Linked DNA regions of Sus scrofa: region 1 is linked to region 2. A link is a contact called in public HiChIP or PLAC-seq data. All regions are on one chromosome and are shown on one strand. Each heading gives the region's core, a stretch centred on a gene start, on an enhancer-like site or on the middle of the called end of the contact. The rest is flanking DNA. Distances are from core to core; before and after follow the strand shown.

The links. HiChIP or PLAC-seq counts read pairs in DNA pulled down with a chosen protein or histone mark.
Region 1: an H3K27ac HiChIP or PLAC-seq map of alveolar macrophages shows a contact between it and region 2. The contact joins the promoter of CNP here to the enhancer-like site in region 2. A contact is called at or near these places in 2 of 5 promoter capture datasets (fetal skeletal muscle and liver), 4 of 47 Hi-C or Micro-C datasets (embryonic fibroblasts, heart right ventricle, mesenteric adipose tissue and 1 more) and 2 of 2 datasets of contacts at active chromatin or transcription factors (alveolar macrophages and skeletal muscle).

What each region holds. Positions count from the first base shown.
Region 1 is chr12:20,764,289-20,766,988 of Sscrofa11.1, reverse strand. CNP (2',3'-cyclic-nucleotide 3'-phosphodiesterase) reads left to right here and starts at 1,334. Exons shown (of 4, transcript XM_003131420.5): 1 at 1,334-1,514. The coding sequence starts at 1,512. TTC25 (tetratricopeptide repeat protein 25) reads left to right here. Exons shown (of 12, transcript XM_021066990.1): 12 at 1-901.
Region 2 is chr12:20,619,520-20,622,219 of Sscrofa11.1, reverse strand. The region is part of intron 1 of RAB5C (RAB5C, member RAS oncogene family); the gene reads right to left. Among named protein-coding and RNA genes, the nearest start is that of RAB5C, 6.9 kb to the right of the region's middle. Within about 2 kb of position 1,394, at least 16 of the 83 cell types and tissues checked have an H3K27ac peak or open chromatin away from gene starts, as enhancers often do. A contact at or near this core is called in alveolar macrophages, fetal skeletal muscle, mesenteric adipose tissue and 1 more, where this site is marked.

The DNA.
Region 1 (2,700 bases), core at 85-2,584, 140 kb before region 2:
TGTGGTGTAGATCCCAGACATGGCTCGGATCTGGTGTTGCTACAGCTCCAATTTGACCCCTAGCCTGGGACCCTCCATACGCCACAGATTTGGACCTAAAAAAGCCAAAAAAAAAAAAAAAAAAAAAAAAAGGAAGAAGAAGGAACAGTTTCAGGAGAATGAAGAAATGGGTGAGCTCTAAGGAACTCAAAACCCTTAAGGAGGGGAGGACAGAGAAAGGCCTGGGAGTAGAGGTACATCTGCCCAGCTGCTGGCCATTGGTTCATCTTGCTGAGTACCTACTGTGTGCAGAGGACTGTGGGAGGCTTTCTGGAAGAAATAAGGATGAGACCTCTCATCCATCACATAGTGAAGGCAGCCTACTTGTAAACCCCTAAGCCTGGACAGCCGAATGAAATGCACGCTGGTGCTGGTGGGACGCTGGGCTCTAGGACCCAGAGGGAGAAGGAAGGTGTCTGCCCCAGGACTGTGGGAGTAGGAGCTGCAGCTGATCCCGCCTCCCGCCACCATATAGTCAAGTAAACCGTTGTCTGCAAGGCTGTTTTCTCACACCTGAGGTTTATATGGGTACTTAGCACAGCACCTGGTACACAGGAAGCTCTTGAAAACCCACCTCAGCTTTCAGTGGTTTCACAGAGGGGGTGGCTGAGCAGCTGCCTCAGAGGGTGAGTTAGGATTTCACGTTATTCATCTATCCCTTTGGCCATTGCCATCCTAATCCCATCTCCACAATTCCTGAAGTGTTGGGGTTGGTGGGGGCAGAGGCTGACTTTAGGCTGAGGCTAGGGGGAGGCAAATGAGTCATTTCGAATGCAACTTTTAAGTAATGTAGGGTCCAAAAAAACTCACTGAGAAAAGAGAAACTATTTTAATGCAATATGGTTAAAAAAAAAAAAAAAAAGCAAAAACTGGAGTTTCCTAGTGGCTCAGCAGGTTAAGGGCCAGGCATCGCCACTGCTGTAGCGAGGGTTATAGCCCTCGACTGGGAACTTCTGCGTGCTGAAAAAAATTCATGCAAAAAGTGATGATGAGTACGATATCAAAACTTAAAGACAGGATTCAGCCTTGCACTTGGAAGACCCTGCCTTCCTCGCCTCGACCCAATTTCCGTGCGGGACCGAGGAGGGTGACTGTCTCCTTCAAGGTGTTTGTCCGTAACTCCTACAAGAAAAACAGGCCACACCAGCCGTCCGCCTCCACCTTGGTCCCCGGCCGCCGCGCAGCTGCTTGACTGAGGCACAGGGGCACCACAGCCCGAGCGCACGGGAGCGGGGTCCTTTCCACCCCCTGCCGAATCAGTTTCGAGTTTCGATTCGCCGCGCCTGCGCAGAGGGGGCCGGAGCCGGAGCCGGCCCACCCCCGTCCCGCCCGCGGGCGCTCCGCCCCCGGGCTATGTAAGGCGGCCGAGCGTGGCCACGCGCCACCGCTAGACTCCGTGTCCCTCCGCGCGGGCGGGCGGCCCCGGAGAGCCAGTGCTGCGAAGGCGGCGACCGCGGCGCCTCCTCCTCATCATGGTGAGCGGGCGCGGGAAGGGCCGGGAGGGGAGCGAGCGGACCGGGCCAGGATAGCACCTTAGTGGAGAAGGGGAGCGCTGGGCGACTGGGGGAGGAAGTGGCATGCAAATGAGGAGCGTGGTTCCGGAGTGGAGTTGGGGTTTTCTCGGCAGTCCGGTGCAGCCCGGAGGTAGCTGCGACGCGGGGAGAGTCGGGGAGTGGGGACAGCGCTGGAAGAGGAAGGGAATCGGGCAGCAGCCCCGGGGCAGACGCGGGAGGCCGGTGGGCTCAGGTAACACGCTGGGCCCACGCTGGGTGGGCCTGCGGCGCGCTCCCCTGCTCGGGGCCTCATCGGAGATAAACGTACGCCAGCTGAGCTCGCAGGGGACTGGCGGGAGGTGGGGCCTCCCGATTGAGAGGAGAAGGCGGCTTACAGTAAAAACTATCACCTGTGGCTTTTTGCTGGCAGGAAAACAAGCGGCTCAGAGAGGTGCTGCTGACACACAGCAAGGGGTGGGCAGAGCTAGACCCTGGACACAGGTGTCCAGTACCGCCCAGTCCTGGGGCAGGCACAAAGACCAAGACTTTGGTGGGGGGGAACCAGGGCAGAGGAGGAGGTGGCAGGGGTGCTGAATGAAGCCCTTTGTCCAGTGCTCTCCTGCCCTGCCCCCCACCAGCCTTTCTGTGGGACCATTGTCCCCCCCCATCCCAGACAAGAGAGTATTATTTGTTGCTGGCATTGTTGGGGGAAGGGAGGCGGGCTTGGGGTCACCCTTCTCCACCCCCACCCTCCTCTGTGCACTCAGAGCCAGGGCAGCTGTGGCTTTGCCCAGACGTAGAGCCCCCCACCACCTCCAAAGAGGTCATCCTTAGTAGGTGCCAGGAATATAAAGTTAGGGTCCGCTCCCAAGAGCGCAGGCTTCAGGCCCTCCCCTGCATGCACTTCCAGCAGTTTTCCTTTGGAAGTGGTGGCAGCGAGTGATCTTCGAGTAGGAGTTTCAGACCCAGACAAGTGCTCCTCTCCAAGCTGCACAACCCGAAGCCATCAGGTTGCAAAGACCTAGGAGAATAGGACCAGCACCCCACGTTTTGGGACGGTGCCCGCAGCACCCCGGGGGTGCCTGTCAATCAGGGCTGCGCCCAGGAGCAGGGCCCCCCCAGTTAGAACGAGGCCAGAGGCAAGGGGGCAAGGCTGGCGGTGACCTGG
Region 2 (2,700 bases), core at 145-2,644:
CAAACCTGACACACAGTGCTTCATAAATGTGGTGAACTGAGCCTGCAGTACAGGGACAGCCCAGTTAGGTTTGGCAAGTGAGTGGGGGCAGTTGAAGGCGTCAAGGCACATGCATCTGCCACACAGTTCGTACCCCCTAACAGCCACAGCCCAGCAGAGGACCAAATAGGACCACAGCTCCCCACCAACACAGGACCTCTTTGGCTCCTTCTGCACAGGCGTTAAAAGCACAAGCACTGGTCAGACAAACGTCAAGTCCTGGAGCCACCACTTCCTAGGGTGACTGTGTGTCGTGTCTTGGAACCCATCTCCTCACATGTAAAATAGATCAGCACCACCCATGTCCAGGGCTGCAGGGAAAAGGATGCAAGACGACTCTCCACAGAGGGCCTGGCTTGGAGCAAGCTCTCAGTAAACGTTCAGGGGCGAGGAAGTCCCTATGAGGTGGATGCCTTGATGAACGTTCAGACACCATTTATTCACGCGCTGCTTTTGCTCAGCTTCCCCGGACCCCACGCTTCGGCGCCTCTGTTTGGAGAGGATGCCGAGCAGGACAGCTGCTCTTGTCTGAATGTCTGTGGCCCTCGCCCAAAAGGCTGTGTTGAAATCCTAATCCCCACTGTGATGGTATTTGGAGGTGGGGCCTTTGGGAGATGAGGCCATGAGGGCAGAGCCCTCACGACTGGGATGAGTGCTCTCCTGAGAGAGGCTCCCTTCTCCCTTCCGTCAGGTGAGGACACAGCAAGAAGTTGGCCGTCTGCAAGCCGGAAGATGGCCTCCACCAGGACCCAGCCAGGCTGGCATCCTGATCTTGGACTTGCAACCTCTGGGACGGTGAGAAATAAATGTCCTTGTTTATAGGCCACCCAGACTGTGGGATTTGGGTACAGCAGCTCAAACAGACTAGGACAACTTCCATCAGTGCCCTAGAAAAAGGACCAGCTCACAGCTGATGTCCTGTGTCCTGTCAACAACTATAACCCTGTATTCTCCGGGGACTGGCTTCCAAGGCCACGAGAATGGGGTAGGGAGGACGGCCACCACCCAAAAAAGTCCACGTGGAGTTAAACCCCCCAACTAGGCAAACCATAAATGCTTTAAAAAAAAAAAAAGCCCCACAACAAAAAGCATCTTAAAGCCCAAATGCTGTTCCTTCCATCTCAAAGCCTCTTTCAGGAAAGGGAAGAAGCAGTTCAGTTGTGGAGAGGGGGAGGGGACAGGACTAGGACAGCTGACGAAGACGCCAGAGTTCCTTTTAAAAAACCAGGCTGCAAATGCTAGAGGTTTGGAAATTGGTGTCATTAATCACCACGGCCTTCGGAGCCGCTCAGAGAGCAATGTGATGACTAGGAGAGCAGCCAGGGTTAGGGAGGCCACCCACGCCTCCCCCACGCCTGGGATGCTTCTGACAGAGCCACCTGAAGGGGACACACACGGAGCTATGAATAGAAGGCAAGAGGCTTGTAAACCAACTCCTGCTAAGATCCCAAGTTAGTGTTTCCAGGCGGGCTCAGGTTACACATCTTCAGGGGATGACAGTACAACGGAAGGATTTAAGCTATTCAATGATTCAGGATCACAGCTCAAAGTGACAGCCTGCCTTGAGCCCGCCGGGAGCCACAAACCCTGCACAAAGCCTCCCAAAGAGGAGGTCCATTTCTCATGGGCAGCAAAAGAACACTGGCCCAGACCCCATGCGCTCGCCTACCAGACCCGGAGTCCTGGAAGGTCTGGCTGCAGAACTTAGCACCTGAAATGCAGAACAATCATGTACCTCAGCTTCACAACTGGAGAGTAAACTGCAGAGTAAATACCAAGTCTGACCATTTTTGATTCGGTCAGACAGCAGCAGGCGGGGGTGGGAGAAGCATGGAGAAGCAACAGCCTGCTGCTGGGGTCAGTGCCCAGGATTCTCCCAGGGCACATCTCCCAGCTGAGGCTCCACCTCTCCTACTTCTTGAGGCTTCAGTGACTGTGATTAACCATCAAGAGAAGAAATGACCTGGGCCCAACCACAGAACTCCACACCAACAAACTTGAGAGGAAGCATTTGCTGAAAAGGGAGTAGCCCTGGAGAGCCAGCAGATTTTAGGAGCAGGCAAGAAATATACGAGGTAAGCCTGGAGCATTCTGTAGTACCAAAAAGTAAGCAAGTGCTAACAACAAGGAAAACTAAAAACCCCCAGGAGTTCCTGCTGTGGTGTGACAGGATTGGTGGAGGTGGCATCTCTGGAGCCCTGGGACGCAGGTTTGATCCCCAGCCTGGCACAGTGGGTTAAGGATTCAGTGTTGCCACAGTTGCACCTTAGATCACAACTGTGGCTCCGATCTGATCCCTGGCCCAGGAACTCCATATGCCATGGGGTGGCCAAAACAAACCCCCCCAAACTAAAAACCTCTGAAATGATGGGGTAGGGTGAAGGAAGCTGAAAGAGCTCCCAATGACCAAAGCTGGAACAATCTGAGTAATAAAATAAAGCAGTATTGGACTATAAATTAAAATGTAAAATCAGTGCCCCTGAGTTCACACTGATACAAATAATTGAATAAAGAAATGGAAGAGAACAGACATACCCTTTGCGTACCAAAATTCCAAACGATTCAGGTAGGTCCTCTGCCCTCGAGGGGAGGAGCATAACTCCCCACTCCTAAGTGTGGGCTACAAAGGGGGACCGCCTTTCAAGGCGGACAGCATGAAAA